Regions from separate parts of the Mus musculus genome. Here all the other regions are linked to region 1. A link is a contact called in public HiChIP or PLAC-seq data. All regions are on one chromosome and are shown on one strand. Each heading gives the region's core, a stretch centred on a gene start, on an enhancer-like site or on the middle of the called end of the contact. The rest is flanking DNA. Distances are from core to core; before and after follow the strand shown.

Region 1 (2,996 bases), core at 168-2,667:
CTCTGGGACTCTGTGCCCCTGAGGAAGCCAGGGCTTCTCCTGTTCACACCTTCTCTGCAGGGGAGTTAGGAGGCTCAGGCCTGACTGAGGCCCTGTGCTGCAGAGAAAAGAATCTCAGAGAGCCAAGGCATAAAAATAAAAATGGTGTCACTTCCGAATAAAATTATGGAGCTGCAGAGATTGTTCCGAGGTGAAGAATGCTCACTGCTGTTCCAGAGGACCTGGGTTCAGTTCCAGTTCTCATCCACTTGTAACTCAGCCTTAGATGGGTAGGGTGCCCTCTTCTGGCGGCCTGGGGAACTCCATGCTTGTGGGGCACAGACATACATGTGTGGGAAGCCACATGTGCCGTTGCTGAGTGGCACTGACTACTGCTGGCCACCACGCATAAAATTGGACAAACAACCAATGTGTACATATGCAGTAAAGTTTTTTGCAAAGACACTGCCTGGCCCAGGCATGATAATGAGGTTCTGTAAGGTACTGAGAGTATAACCAATTAGATGTGAGACATGCAAATGAGGTATGATAATGAGGTTCTGTAAGGTACTGAGAGAGAGTAACCAATCAGATGTGAGACATGCAAATGAGTTATGATAATGAGGCTCTGTGAGGTACTGAGAGAGAGTAGCCAATCAGATGAGGAACATGCAAATGAGGCATAGTGCATAACCAATCCGGGTGTGAGACACGCCTCTCCTAGGCCTATAAAAGCAGCACCAGTTCTGGGCTCGAGGTCTTTTCGCCTCTACAATCAAGCTCTCCCAATAAACGTGTGCAGAAGGATCCTGTTGCAGCGTCGTTCTTCCTGGCCAGTTGAGCGCGCGCAAGATACATGGAGGCAAAACACCCATATAAATAAAAATATTTTTTAAAAGAATGAAAAATAAATGAAGGGAAATAAGATTTCTGTAAAGAAAGAGATACCTGAACAGTATTGGGGGTCACTACAGCGCATAGGAACACCTCCAAACCTAGATCAGCACTCTAGGGACCCTTGCAGTAGGCGTGTACATCTAATGATGTGTACACAATGATCTTAGGGAATCAGCCAGGGAAGGGTGATTCCTTCTACAGAGTGGCCCCTGATGCTACTGGTCTATGGAGCCTGTGTGTTCGTTCATTTATGCTGTTTGTGCTGTATGCCTTGTTGTAGCTCAGGTGGACCTTGAATTCTTTATTTTATTTTAAAAATTTATTATGTACACAGTGTTCTGCCTGCATATGTCTATAGCCACCAAAAGAGGGCGCCAGATCTCATTATAGATGGTTGTGAGCCACCACGTGATTTCTGAGAAATCAACTCAGGGCCTTTGGAAGAGCAGTTAATGCTCTCAACCTCTGAGTCATCTCTCCAGTCCTGACCTTTCCCACCTACAACTTGATCCTCATGCCTCACCTCAGCATGCCATGGTGTGTGTGTGTCTATGTCACTGTGACTGGAGAGTTGGTGCTGAGTCACAATCTAGAGAGGAGCCGAGGTGTAATCTCGCTCAGAAGTTGTGTTTCAGTCCGAAGATCATAAGGACCCGTGAAAACCACAAACCAGAGGATTTGGGGCTGAAAGGAAAATCCCTGGCTGCTTCGGTATGAAGAGGGCATAGGCGACCACAACTCCCTACCTTTCCCAGCATTCAAAGCTCACAGCCACTTAGGTGATCAGGAACTGGAGCCGCTCCTATTCCTGTGTCCTGCTGCCCCCTGGCGGCCGTGCTCCGCATCGCAGCTCCCAAGAATCTTGGAGATGGACTGGGCTCTATGTCAAATGTCCCTCCAGACTGCAGACTGCAGAGTTCAGGAACTGCTGGCCAGCTTCACAAGCCCGCGAAGCTGTCCAGCTCACACTGAGGAAGGGCCACACTAAGAAACCGGGTATCCCCTGCACAGCCCGCCACAGCAGAGCATTAGTTGTTTTTCCTTTTGTGGTTGCTGTTGCCCAGGATTTACCCCAGGGCTTCCTGCCTGTTGACCGTGTCCTCACTGAACTACACACCGGCTGAGCTTGATGTGACCACACAAAGAAAGGGTCCTGGGTTTCTCTGGGAATGCCTTCAATCCCAAAACTCAGGAGAGCAGATCTCTGCATTCTTCAACCACATAGCAAGTTCCAGAACACCCGGGGCTATAAGGTAAAACCAGAAGCCTGGGATCCCCAGGTCTGACACCTAGAAGGGGGTGGTGGAGTAGGTGGGAAAGTTGTAACAAGTGAGAAAGGAGCATGGATGCCTGGGACGGGGTCTGGGTGGACTTAGGCCCCCAGCCAAGGCCCTGGGAAGTGAATGGGGTAAAGGAAATAACCTCAAATTACTCTTTTTTTCCCTTGACAGCATCTTTCACCTGGAATTTCCCCCACGCTGTAGATGGGACCTAGGGACGGCTTCCTGCCACCGAGCTGTGTCCCAGCCTTTACTTTTAAGACGTGGTCCAGGCTGGCCTTGAACTTACTCTGTAACTGAAGCAGGTTTTCCATCCAGTGCTTCTGGTCCCTAATTAGCCAGGGTTACAGGTCTGCAAACCAGCCTAGCTTTTGTTCAAGACTTGGTCAAGGTTGCCAGGCTGTGGAGACACACACCTTCAGTCCCAGCACTTAGGAGGTAGAGGCAGGTGGGTCTCTAAGTTCGAGTCCAGCCTGGTCTACAGAGTTCCAAGACAACAAAGGCTGCACAGAGAAACCCTGTCTCAAAAACCAAACAACTTGGTCAAGCATGTACCTTCACTCTAGGACTTGTGGGTCATGACCCCTTTGGGGGTCAAACAACTCTTTCACAGGGGTTGCTTAAGGCCATCAGAAAACAGTAGCAAAATTACAGTTATGAAGTAACACTGAAAATAACTTTAAGGTTGGGGTTAGTACCAGGAATTAAAGGGTCGCAGTATTAGGAATATTGAGAAACACTGCTCTGGTCTGCAAACTCCTTACAGAGGTGGGGCAGAGGGCAGCAGGAAGTGTCTGGGTCACATGAAAATGACAGGATCTGTTTTGAAGCCAGGTCCAC
Region 2 (2,996 bases), core at 307-2,806, 260 kb after region 1:
CCATCACCTCTGTCCAGAAACCCTATGGCGGCTATGAGGTGGTGGGTGGCTCTGCCAACAGTTATCTGGTCCCAGGCATGACCTACAGTGGGGGTAAAATCTACCCCGTGGGCTACTTCACCAAGGACAACCCTATCAGGGGCTCGCCAGGGGCCCCCTCCTTTGCAGCTGGGCCCCCAGTCTCTGAGGGCAAGTACTTCTCTAGCAACCCCATCATCCCCAGCCGTGGCTCTTCCAGTTCCAGTGGCTACCCAGTGGGCGTTGCGTTCCAGCCCGTGGGCTCTGGCGGGGTTCAGCCCTGTGGCACTGGCTCTGTCAGCTCTAAGGGCCCTTGCTCGGGTACGAGAATTCAGATCACCTCCAGCAGCTCCAGTACCTCCTACCACCCCTGCAGCGGTGGTCCTTCCCAGGGTCCTTGCTCCTCACCAGGCACCGGCTCCATCAGTGGGGGAAGCTCCTCCCTCTCCTCTGGCAAAATCGTCCTTCAGCCCTGCGGCAGCAAATCTACCTCTTCGGGTTACCCCTGCCTTTCTGTTCCCTCCTCCCCGTTGAATGGTGGTCTGAATGGCTCTCCTCAGCCTGTCCCCTCCGTGGGTGTCAAGCTCTGTGGCCTCAACAGCCCTGGAAGAGTGCCCTGCCGTTCCATCCGCAACATTCTGACCCAAGTGAAGCCTTTGGGACCCCAGTTAATGGATCCCAAAGTTTCTCTGCCACAGGGAGAGCCACAGGGAGAGCCACTTGAGAAGTCTTAAGTCACGCATGCCAGCTATTTTCCAATTGCCAGTCACCTCCCAACTGGAAGACGTCCAGGGGCCCAGTTTCCTGCCCTCCCCCCGGGAGAGCTGCCTCACATGCTGCGGTTAGCCGGATGATGCTCTTGACTTTATTCAACACTCCAAATGGTGGACTCCATCCTCCTCGTCTTTTCCTGGTGCTTCTGCACCATGCTGCTGGGGTGTTCTCTCTGTCCGATTACCTGCCTTAAAACACACTTTTTTGACTGGGAAGTCCTCGAACGCACACCTCAACCTTGGGTGCCTGGATAAGTCAAGCATGCTTCTGCCCGTTTGCCAAATAAGGCAAAGTCCAATCCATCGCCTGAGAACCAAACTGCATGTCTCAGCGACCCCCCCCCCCCCACCATCCGTTCAGTCAGCCCTCTAAATTGTTGGGTTCCCACCATTCATCATGAGTTTCACCACACCCTACCAGACCCATTTCCAGCACACCTGTGCCTCTCCTTCCCCAGCTCTCCATGTCGGTTTCTGCCTGGTTGTGCTTCATCCACAGCACAGATGTTACTCTGTGTGTGTGTGTGCCCCAGGGCAGCCACAGAATCTGGCACAGACTCCCAGTTCCCTCTGGATCCTAGACAGGGCTCAATAAACTTTGTGGACTTTGTGCAGACTATTTGCCTTCTTGGGGTCCAAGGTCTCTTCTTAGTTCCTGGGTAGTAGACCTCCTGTGCTTCTAGAGGGCCTGGTAGTACACCTCCCGTGCCTCTAGAGGGCCTGGTAGTACACCTCCCGTGCCTCTAGAGGGTCTGGTAGTACACCTCCCGTGCCTCTAGAGGGCTCACGTCTCCCATTTCCATTCATAACTTGGCTCAGTGTTTCCTATATTACCCCTCCTCCCACAGAGAAGGAAAACAATAAATATTGATTGAGCTGACAACCGAGTTGCCTGCTGTCCAGATCCTTCCTCTCCCTGTCTCACCTCCAAGAAATTTGTCCCCTCTGTGCTTCCCACGGACACTGGAGTCCTCCCTTCCCTCCAAAAAGCCCTCATTCTCTCCTCTCCCGCCTAGCCTTCTCCATGAGTGAGCCTCACCTTCTAAACTCCGTCATCTCTGAGAGGCCATAATGCCGATCTTGAGTTTCTGGGACGCTGGACCAGGCCAGGCAAGATTCCTGACGACTGAGCAGGAGCCTGGGTGTTCTGGGAGCTGGGGGTGGGGAGAGAAAACATCCTAGCGTGAGAGGTGACTCACCGGCCTACTTAATGAGGTTCTGTGATAGACAAAGCCACAGTGTCACCTCCTCAGCCCAAGCTCTGTGGTGAGAGCACTGTGGCAGACATTAGCCTGGGAAGGACAGAAGGGTGTGTGTATCCCTCTAGGAAGATCCTCGTTCCATGCACAAGGCTCACTTCTGCCCTCATGTCCGGCCCTTCCCCCTCCCGTTAGGAAGGAGAGAGCAGGTGCCCAGTCCACAGTGGCTTCACCCTGAACTGACCACAGATGCCCTGGGATCTAAGTCAGGCTTCAAGGTCTACTAAGGAGTCACTGGTCCGCTGGATGGCTCAGAGGTTAAGAGCACTGACTGCTCTTCCAGAGGTCCTGAATTCAAATCCCAGCAACCACATGGTGGCTCACAACCATCTGTAATGGGACCTGATGCCCTCTTCTGGTGTGTCTGAAGACAGCTACAGTGGTGTACTCATATACATGAAACTATATATATATATATATATGTATATGTATATATACATATATATATGCATATATATATATAATTTATAAATATATATATTTAAAGAGTCGTTGGTCCAGACAGTGCCAGGAGGCACAGCCCTCATAGTCTCCAAGGGTGAGAACCTCAGGAGAAGCTAACATTTACATGGGACTCCTCTAGTCTCTGGTACAGTTCACGTTAAACATGTGGGCAAAGCCAAAGCAAGCATGGTGGCACATTCCTCTAATCCCAGCACTTGGGAGGCAGTGGCAGGTAAGCATCTGTGTGTTCGAGGCTAGCCTGGTCTACGAAGCTCCAAGAGAGTCAGAGCTACATAGCAAGACCCTGTCTCAAGATAACAAAACCAAAATTGGGCGCAGTTGGTGTATGTCACCTCAAAACCGGGAACTAAGCTTTAAGGTTCCCTGCTGGCTAGTTCAGGGAAGGGCTTATCACTGATGGCTGGTGAGGATGGGATGGGGGTGGAGCTAGAGAAATCAGCCAATAGCGAGTGTGTGTCCTCAGGCAGCCAGGGACACCTAC
Region 3 (2,996 bases), core at 234-2,733, 250 kb before region 1:
TAGAGAAATTTAGAGTGTGGAGGTTAGATATTGGCAGACATATTTTAGGTTTTTTTGTTTTTTGTTTTGTTTTTGTTTTTTGTTTTTTCGAGACAGGGTTTCTCTGTATAGCCCTGGCTGTCCTGGAACTTACTTTGTAGACCAGGCTGGCCTCGAACTCAGAAATCTGCCTGCCTCTGCCTCCTGAGTGCTGGGATTAAAGGTGTGCACCACTATGCCTGGTTTTGTTTTTGTTTTTAAAAAAGGTAGAAGTAGTAGGCAGGGCAGTGGTGGCGCATGCCTGTAATCCCAGCACCTGGGAGGCAGAGGTAGTCGGATTTCTGAATTTGAGGCCAGCCTGGTCTACAGAGTGAGTTCCAGGACAGCCTCAACCACACAGAGAAACCCTGTCACTAAAAACCAAAATACACAAACACACACACACACACACACACACACACACACACACACGAGTAGTAGAGCTCTCTTCAGTAGCACTCACACTAAAATTGGAAAGATACAGAGATTAGCATGGCCCCTGCGGAAGGATGTCACGCAAATTTGTAAGGCATTCCATATTTTTATTTGCCTGTGCTTTATCTAAAATCATTTGTATAGGTGGGTAATTAAAAGATACTGAAGTGAAAAAAAATAGGTAGTAAAGTTCTATCTTTATACTAAAGTTAGACCCTCCAGAATCAGGCCTCCCAGGGAAAGTGACACCCCCCCCCCCGTCTTATTTACTTAGATGTCCCCCAAGACTCTGCTCACACTGACCTGTCTGACCTTTCCTTTTTTTCTTCCCGTGATAGAACCAGTCGCTACCCCACCCACCCCAGGATGAGCCCAGTGCTATCCTAGAACCAGGATAAGTCTCCAAGGCAACATTCACCATTGAGAGGAGGGTAAGGGGCCCGGGTTGGGGAAAGTCTAAGCTTGGCCAGGCTTCCAGAGGACCGCCCCCTGCCGTGAAGCCTGGGCTCAGCTTCCTGTTTCCCCTGCATCAGGCCTCCTGGCCTCTGGCGGCCTGTGTCTTGGAGTGCCCTTTGCCAATCTGTAGTCCTCAGCTCACTATCTCCTTCCCGATCCCCCTCCACACACGCAGAGCACAGTCCCAGCAAACCAGAAGACTGACTGGATAACTGAAAACAAAACAAAACAAAACAAAACGCAGAACCCTTGCATCCTCAAACTCCCTTTCTGCACCTCCGTGGTCACTTCGCTAGTGTCAAGCTTCCCTGTTTGATAGTGGCCACCCTTCTCATTAACGAAGCGAGGAAACTGAGGCACGAAAATGCTGCTGTGTTTAGGAGAGGTCAGGGAATCGAGGAAGCCCCCGGACTTCCCTTCTAACACCTTATCCCTGGGATCCCGAGACCTCTGACTTCAGTCCCGGACCCACTCCCACGATCCCCGTGTCCCCTCCCCTCATGTCCCCTCCCCAGGTCCAGGGCGGGGCCGGCCGGTGAGTCAGCTGCTCCCTGAGCTAAACAGGAGGGACCGAGGTGGAGCAGCTGGGTGTGGGGTGCACTGGGCCTGTGGGGAAGCCGTGTTGGAGCGAACTAAAGGGTCTGATCGGACTTGGGTTGCGCCGAAGGGACAGCCCTGAGTCTGGAGGAGAGAATCCCGGACCGTGAGACCCGCCTTCCCTTGCCCCGGCCCCTCCCAGTTCCCCCAGCGACGGCTGCTTCCTGGTCCCCGACGCAACCATGGCTGAAGAACAACCTCAGGTCGAACTGTTCGTGAAGGTAAGAACACTTTCTCTTTCTTTGGCCACTCTCAGGATTTCTGCAAGTCAGTCCTCCCCTCTCCTGGGCTCCAGCTCAAACTCCCCAACCCCTTCCTAGTTGACCCCACTCCCAGCCCCGGTGCTGTTTTGCTGGGGGCAGGGTGGGCGGGCAGACACGACTTGTGAGACGGTAATGGGAGTGCTAGACTCGCCCTGGGAAGTTTATAGAAGAGGTTTCCAGCAGCCTAAAGGGGAGAAAGGTAAAGTTTCAGGAATGAGAGAGTGAATGGGGTTCGGTGCGGGATCCAGGGGGATCCAGACAAGAGAAGGACCGAGAAAGGGACAGTGGTGGGGTTCGAGAAGGTCAGGAGAGTTGGCTACGACGTGTGGCCCTATGAAAGAAAGAGAAAAATGAAAGATGGGGCAGAGAGAACGTGGGGAGAGAGCGAGAAAGAGGGAGGGAGAGAGGGAGAAAAAGAGGAGAGGAGAGGAGAGGAGAGGAGAGGAGAGGAGAGGAGAGGAGAGGAGAGGAGAGGAGAGGAGAGGAGAGGAGAGGAGAGGAGAGGAGAGGAGAGAGAGAGAGAGAGAGAGAGAGAGAGAGAGAGAGAGAGAGAATGAATAAGAATCTGGTAGGGTTGAAGGATGAGTGTGTCGCATGGTGGAAGGAAAGAGCCTTCACGAAGAAGCAGCACAATCAGTGGCTGAGATGACTATCCCCCAGCTGAGGCAGGAAGGAGATTAAAGTTTAGCAGTAGTTACTTATGAAGAGAGGAGAGGAGAGCTCCAAAGGGGACAGGAGACTCCTTGGGTTAGATGTAAATGCCGGGCTGATACCGGGCTGGAAGAAAAAGCCCCCTCCCCCTGAGCCCTCCCCCTTTACACTATCCTCTCTGTGGGTGTGGTCAAGGCAAGCTGGTGCTAGGCTTTTGGCTTTTGGGTTCGGAAACCGCTGGCTGCCGCGCTCCTCCTCTGCCCAGGCCTGTCCCCTCCGGCACCACCCTTCCCCATACCCCCGTGCACGTCCCTTCCTCTCCGGGCAGGTCCTCTCCCAGTGAGCACATTCGCACTCGTTTTTTGCTTCTCGGCCTCTCTTGGCATTCCTTTCGTTCTTCCCGTCTGTGTGTCGGTGTTCTGTTTTTCTCTATCTTTTTTTTCTGGGTTTTCTCTGGCTGCCTTTCCCAGTTTCTTGGCCCAGGGAAGTGAACTGGAGCCTGGGTCCGCCCCTTAGGTGTGGTCCCCACCTCACACTCGCCTCCAGGGGCTATTTTTACCCTGGGCGAGGAGATGC
Region 4 (2,996 bases), core at 333-2,832, 220 kb after region 1:
TTTGATGACAGCTTGCACACCCCTCTTAGGTCCGGTGTAGGCTAAAGCAGACAAGCAGGTTTAGTCCTGTGTGGAGCTGACAGAAGTGTGAGCAGACAAGACGGAACCAAGACTGCTCACCAGACTAGGACTCTGGGAGGCAGGTAGCAGGGTCCCAGAGGCTCCTCTTACTCATGCCTGTCTGGGGCTCTTCTGCTCATTGCTTACCTTGGCTGCTGTGATCCTCCAGGCTGACCCTCCAGTCGTCCCCTTGGAGTTCAGCATGCAATTCCGCATGGACTCCAGAGATGAGGCCGGGCTCCTGCTGGGGCCGCAGGGCCACATCACACAGGTCGGCCCTGCAGCCCAATCGATAGGTGCAGCCAGACTTGGACGGGGGGTGGAAGGTGTAGAGGTCACCGCCCCTGCCGCCCCCTATACGCAGCAGCTGGAAACAGGGCAGCATGGGGGGTGCCCCCTCTGCACCACTTTGCCCACCTCAGAAGTCCATTCCCTCTCCTACTCCTGGGTCATGCACCGTGGGCTTCAATTCAGTTCTCTCTGATGTCAACAGCTAAGTATTGTGCCTAATGCCAACTTAAGCAGTGCAGATTCAGAGCGCCAGAGGCCTGGATATGCACCAAGACAGAGGCTGTCAAGATGAGGTTTAAAAAGCAATTCCAGTAAAGTCCTGATGCGATGCAAAACCAGGAAGACGTCTTGTGGCACCTCAGTGAAGCCGGATCCTCAGGCGGCTCAACATCCGGGAGCCTCCGACAATCTGTGCAAGGCAAAGCTAGTTTAAACCGCAACTGGGAACAGGCAGAGGGGGTGAAGGGGCCCTGGTACACAAACGTGCGTGTGACACGGGTCTTCTCCCTAAGTGTAACCTGGAGTCAGGGAATTTATGGTTAAACTTTCTAATCCAAGTAGCGCACCCCTTCCATCTTTCCCCCCCACCCCCGCTCTTCGGATCAGTTCCCCTAAGGGAAGTGAATCCACTGTCACCCGCAAAGGGCGGCGCAGACGGGTCCCTAATTCTGTAACAAAGTGGATCTCACCCTTTCTTTTTTTCGCTCGCGGGGTAAACTGAGGAAGGGATTCCGTACCCTGCGTCCCGCGCTCCCGCCGAGGTTTGACAGCCAAGGAAGCCGCCCCGAAGGCGGGGCTTGGGTGAAGGCGCGCGCGCGCGCTGCGCAGACTCCTCCTTCGGAATTCCCGGGTCCGACTTCGCGCCCGCGAGCCCGCCCCCCCGCCGGCTGCTTCTGATTGGCCATCTGAGTTGCACCCATTTGCTCTATTGGCCGATGCGCAGGGGGGAGTTGCTCATCTCCCGCTCTCCGCCACTTCTGATTGGCCGGCACGTTTTCCCGGGTTCCCGGGGAGAGGAGGGGCCGTCAGGGCGCGGAGAAAGTTTGGGGCGTCAGGGTGCCTGCTTGCACCTTTCTTCTTCCTATTTCCGGTAGGGAGAAATGGAGCTGTAGAGCAGCCCGCCGCCCCGCGCATGCGTGATCTGGGTGTGGCGTCTAGACTGGGTGCTAGGTGTAAGGGGCGTGGCAAGAGGGCGGATCTCGCGCTGGGTAAGGGGCGTTCGGGGAGAGTCAGTTGGGGGCGGGAAGAGTCTGAGAGGGGGCGCAAGGGGGGCGGAGGGGATCCACAGGGCAAGAGGGGTGCAGGAGCTGGGTCAAAGGATAGATGAGGAGGTCAAGACAGCCTCAGAGTTCAGGGTCCTGACGGGGATTAGCCCGGGGTGTGTGCGGGAGAGAAGTGGGGGAGACAGGACAGGGAGCGACCAAGATAATTCCATCGAAAAAGACTCATACTAGGTCTAGGAAGAGAAACGGGTAGGAATCGCGGGGGTTGAGTGAAAAAAAAAAAAACCCAAAAACTTGAATTCTGATGGAAGTGGGGGAAAGAAGATGCTGTAGGACTCCGAAGAGAGATGCATCGGGAATGGAAGCCGAGGGGATAGAGAGCAACTGAGGCCCGTTACAGAGAGGCCCAGATGAGTTGCCAGGAAGCTGGCTTCCCAGCAACGGGCTCCCGGCTGCTCCGATTCCTCAGGGATCCTAGGGAAGACGCTTAACCCCACATGTGGCCTCATTCTTCCCGGACCAGGCCTTGGGCTAACTCTTTAATAGGAAATGACTCAGAAATCCTGGCTCGATGGTGCCTAGATGGGCTTCCCAACGGCCCTACCATTCCATGGCAAGGACTGTGGAGAGTGGGCTCCTTATACTGTGTCCAGAGAGTCCTGAGCTGCAGGGACCGTAGACACTTAAGGAGGAAGGTAAAGGCACACCACCCACATTCCTGTAAGTAGAAGGAAGCCTCGTCTCAGTAAATTTACCTTAGGGTTGTTGCCTGGTTCATTCTATCAGGAGCGTAGTTGGGACAAGCAAGTGGTTTGGTTACCGTGTGCCTTAGGGAAGTAGGAAAAGAGAAGCGTACAGCCCGATAGACCTGTCAGTAACTTAAGGATTATGACTTTGTTTTTATAGGGCTTTTTCTTTGGAAGGTGGCCTGAAAAATTGAATTGAAGTATCCTTGTTTCTCCTATTGTCCAGGGGAACATAGGTGACTGGAGACAAGAGCTACAGGATTCATATAACAGGAAGATGTTGCCACCGTCAGGTCAGTGAGGCTAGTCAAGGAGACCAGGATCATCTCCCTCTTCCCTCTCCCCCTCTCTCAGAATCTGACAGTCTTTATTCTTGTGACCCCCTCAGGTTTTGCTGGGCTGGTTCCTCCCTCCCACTTCCAAGCTCGGCCCCTTCCAACTCTGCCAAGAATGGCCCCGACCTGGGCTTCAGACGTTCCCTTGGTCCAATCTCCGGCCAGCCAAGATGTCTTAGAGAGACGGCTAGATGCTCAGAGGTCGACAGTGACCACGTGGGGACAGGATTTCTGTGGAGATGGGCAGGGGCTAGGGCGGAGAGGCAGGTAGGGATCTGCCAATCACCTCTTCCTCAGACTGACACATGGTCCTTCATACACGCATGCCTTCATTTCAGCCC
Region 5 (2,996 bases), core at 250-2,749, 170 kb before region 1:
CACAACCCTGCACTGGGTGGTGGTGGGGGGAACATTGTCCTTATGAGTTCCAGGCAATTCAGGGTAACAGTGAGACAGCATGTAAAAGTCTCATCATACAATGCTTACTGGAAGTCTCATCAGTACTGGCATCTAAGAATAAGTGGGGAAGAATGCAGAGAGAGAAAAACTTAACCGTTCAACTCCCTTGGCGGTGGGCCTTTCAATCCCCTTTCTTTTTCTTCCTTCTTTTCTTTTCTATTTTATTTTATTTTATTTTATTTATTTTATTTTATTTGTTTGTTTTTGAGACAGGGTTTCTCTGTGTAGCCCTGGCTGTCCTTGAACTCACTTTGTAGACCAGGCTGGCCTCGAACTCAGAAATCCGCCTGCCTCTGCCTCCCAAGTGCTGGGATTAAAGGTGTGCACCACCACGCCCGGCTTTTCTTTTCCTTTTTTAAAGATTTATTTATTTTATGTATGTGAGTACACTGTCGCTGTCTTCAGACACACCAGAAGAGGGTGTCAGATCTCATTACGGATGGTTGTGAGCCACCATGTAGTTGCTGGGAATTGAACTCAGGACCTCTGGAAGAGCAGACAGTGCTCTTCATCTCTTGAGCCATCTCTCCATTCCCTTGGTCCCTTCTTAAAGTCTTGTCCTTTAATCTGATCCGCAAGGCACCCGTTCTCTTTTCTTTCTTTTTTTCTACAAAGCTCTTAAAAAGCAGCAGAAATGTCTCAAAACCAAAAAATGCAATAGAATTTTTTTTTATCCTTAAACATGGCACTCCCTCGGAGATCTCAATAAACAGGATGCTCAAAGTCTGCAAAGAGCCCAACCGGCCTAATCCCGCCAGGAACTAGAGTCGGGCACAAGCAAACACAGCCCGCGGAACGCCACCAGCCGTCCACGAAAAAGAGTGGCTTCCGGAAGAACAGAAATGATGGGAGGACCAGAGGTCTTGCAGAGTTTTAGGTAGTTAGAATTGTGCCTGTAAACGTCTCTGACCATCAAGATGGGACGTTGATTAACGAGGTGCACTCCACACAAGTCTCACAATTTTTCTCGAGGAAATTACAGCATCTCACTCAGTCATTTTTCTTTAGGCGTTTCCAGTAGCCACCCCGGTCCGGTTGCACTCTGGCGCGCGCAGGGAAGAAACGCACATAGCCGGAGGGGGGCGGGGAAGTACTTAGAGTGTGCGCACGCGTGGCGCCGCTCACGCAGGCGCAGTGCGGTCCCCCGGGCGACGACGGCGGCGGCGGCGGCTCCTCCGGGTGGTCGGCTCCCTCCCATCTCGGCCGGCCCGGGCCCGTCTCGCCCCCCAGAAACTCACTGTTCGGGGCTGTGGACTTTCTCATCGTGCCCCACGAAAGTAAATCGGGGGAGACTGGGGGAGCCGGAAGTACCGCCTCGAGATCCCCCCAAATACGATCGGGGAAACGGAAGTGGCCCTTGGTGCCAGGTTGGGGGAGACCGGAAGTGACGGTACCGTGGGGACGTCGGGGGCGGAGCCACAGGGTGGTGGGCTGTGTATGTGTGTTTGTATGTGTTTGGTCGCGTGTTGGTTAAGTCGTGTTGCTGGAATACCGAGGAGAGGCGGAGGCGGAAGGCGGGGGCGGTCAGCGAGCCCGTCCAGCCTCCCGTGAGTGTCCGCGGTCTTGGGTCGGTGGTGATTTAGGCGGGTTCGATTGTGGTGCTGCGCGTGCGCGAAGCCACTTTTCTCTGCCGAGTCTAGCGCGACCCTCCCCCCACCCCTCGCGTTGTCCTAGGATTTCCCGATCTCTCGGGCGCTTGCTCGGTCGCGACCGGTGATGACACTGGCCTCTGGTCGGTCTCGTGCTTGCTTCCCTGATTCCTAGCCCAACTGGCTCTCCCTATTGTGATTGGCATGGTGGAGCCCCTCCCACCTCTCGTCCTTCATCTCCCTATGCCGTCGATCTCCTACCCTTTGTGTTTCTGTTCCTGTGCCCCCGAATCAAAAAGGGGGGATGAGAAGGAGGATGAATATATCTGCTTGTGTATGAGAAACTTTGAAGGGATTGGGGCGGAGATTGGGTCCAGAGAGGCTTCCGGGTGTATAAAATACAGTGCGACCGACAGCGAACCCCCCCCCCTCGTTCTTCTTTAGAGAGCTGTCGGCCATGGAGCCGAGTGATAGTGCCAGTACCGCTATGGAGGAGCCTGACAGCCTGGAGGTACTGGTGAAGACCCTGGACTCTCAGACTCGGACTTTTATTGTGGGGGCCCAGGTGAGACACCAGTACTTTGTAGAAGGATGCGCCTGATTTTCTTGTCATTGACTCTTTTGTCCCTTACTGGATAGGACATCTGATGTACCTATTGAGTGAGGGGATGTGGTTACTGTTGAGTGAGGCCGATTTGGAGTCTGTCTTCACTTTGACAGAACTCAGTGAAGAGGAAAGTAGAGAGGAGGGATCTATACCTGTTCTGTGCAGACCCCAGCCCAAAGAGACAGACATGACTCTGGCCTTTGGGACCAGACACAACACAGGGGGCACCTTGGACAAGAATGGTGTGTCACAGGGACCTCAGACAAGTTTGGTGTGGGTTTTTTTTTTTTTTTTTTAAACAGAGTGTTCACAGCTTGGTACTATTTTTATAAGATTAAGGAAACCTGCTTTCATCCACTGTGAAGTAGACTTGTCAATAGCTGAGGCATGGTTTGAGCCTCCTGACCTTAGTGCACTGTGGCCACTGCATAATTCTTTGAGACAACCACCATGAGGAGGTCATTTTTGTGGTTTTTAAAGCAGATATTTAAAAAGCCACATAGACTTTTGTCTGTAGGTACATGTGATAGTTAATTTGGCCCTACCAAGAATTACTTAATGTCTTTCCGGGAGGTGGGCACAGGATCTCCTATAGCCCAGGCTAACTTTGGCCTCTGACCACTGTGCCTTCGTCGTCTATGTGGTCGTCTATGTGCTAGGATTATATGCACTATAACAGAGGACCACATCTGACTTGGCTTGGTCCTTTTTTTCTTACA

What was found. HiChIP or PLAC-seq counts read pairs in DNA pulled down with a chosen protein or histone mark.
Region 2: a FOXA1 HiChIP or PLAC-seq map of pancreatic cancer cells shows a contact between it and region 1. The contact joins two enhancer-like sites. A contact is called at or near these places in 1 of 115 datasets of contacts at active chromatin or transcription factors (pancreatic cancer cells) and 1 of 9 other capture datasets (liver).
Region 3: a BATF HiChIP or PLAC-seq map of CD8 T cells shows a contact between it and region 1, with 5 read pairs. The contact joins the promoter of Clic1 here to the enhancer-like site in region 1. A contact is called at or near these places in 1 of 39 promoter capture datasets (the C10 cell line), 3 of 115 datasets of contacts at active chromatin or transcription factors (CD8 T cells, embryonic stem cells and pancreatic cancer cells) and 1 of 9 other capture datasets (liver).
Region 4: a FOXA1 HiChIP or PLAC-seq map of pancreatic cancer cells shows a contact between it and region 1. The contact joins the promoter of Cchcr1 here to the enhancer-like site in region 1. A contact is called at or near these places in 4 of 39 promoter capture datasets (the C10 cell line, HPC-7-derived erythroid cells, cranial neural crest and 1 more), 1 of 15 datasets of contacts at CTCF or cohesin (large pre-B cells), 2 of 115 datasets of contacts at active chromatin or transcription factors (effector CD8 T cells and pancreatic cancer cells) and 2 of 9 other capture datasets (liver and macrophages).
Region 5: a contact with region 1 is called in a CTCF HiChIP or PLAC-seq map of CD8 T cells, with 6 read pairs. The contact joins the promoter of Bag6 here to the enhancer-like site in region 1. A contact is called at or near these places in 1 of 39 promoter capture datasets (the C10 cell line), 1 of 15 datasets of contacts at CTCF or cohesin (CD8 T cells), 1 of 484 Hi-C or Micro-C datasets (B cells), 3 of 115 datasets of contacts at active chromatin or transcription factors (the SCID.adh cell line, large pre-B cells and microglia) and 3 of 9 other capture datasets (adipose tissue, liver and macrophages).

Annotation. Positions count from the first base shown.
Region 1 is chr17:35,300,469-35,303,464 of GRCm38.p6, forward strand. No RefSeq gene overlaps it. Among named protein-coding and RNA genes, the nearest start is that of H2-Q1, 19 kb to the right of the region's middle. Within about 2 kb of position 1,418, at least 127 of the 459 cell types and tissues checked have an H3K27ac peak or open chromatin away from gene starts, as enhancers often do. A contact at or near this core is called in B cells, CD8 T cells, the SCID.adh cell line and 3 more, where this site is marked.
Region 2 is chr17:35,555,510-35,558,505 of GRCm38.p6, forward strand. Cdsn (corneodesmosin) reads left to right here. Exons shown (of 2, transcript NM_001008424.2): 2 at 1-1,671. The coding sequence ends at 752. Among named protein-coding and RNA genes, the nearest start is that of Cdsn, 4.9 kb to the left of the region's middle. Within about 2 kb of position 1,557, at least 121 of the 459 cell types and tissues checked have an H3K27ac peak or open chromatin away from gene starts, as enhancers often do. A contact at or near this core is called in pancreatic cancer cells, where this site is marked.
Region 3 is chr17:35,048,760-35,051,755 of GRCm38.p6, forward strand. It overlaps Clic1 (chloride intracellular channel 1), which reads left to right and starts at 1,484. Exons shown (of 6, transcript NM_033444.2): 1 at 1,484-1,727. The coding sequence starts at 1,689. Gm23421 (a small nuclear RNA gene) reads left to right here and starts at 459; the gene lies at 459-562.
Region 4 is chr17:35,515,671-35,518,666 of GRCm38.p6, forward strand. Cchcr1 (coiled-coil alpha-helical rod protein 1) reads left to right here and starts at 1,583. Exons shown (of 18, transcript NM_001372297.1): 1 at 1,583-2,269; 2 at 2,547-2,613; 3 at 2,709-2,922. The coding sequence starts at 2,072. It overlaps Tcf19 (transcription factor 19), which reads right to left and starts at 1,154. Exons shown (of 4, transcript NM_001163764.1): 1 at 1,089-1,154; 2 at 208-760. The coding sequence starts at 445.
Region 5 is chr17:35,134,001-35,136,996 of GRCm38.p6, forward strand. It overlaps Bag6 (BCL2-associated athanogene 6), which reads left to right and starts at 1,500. Exons shown (of 26, transcript NM_001372261.1): 1 at 1,500-1,628; 2 at 2,115-2,235. The coding sequence starts at 2,128.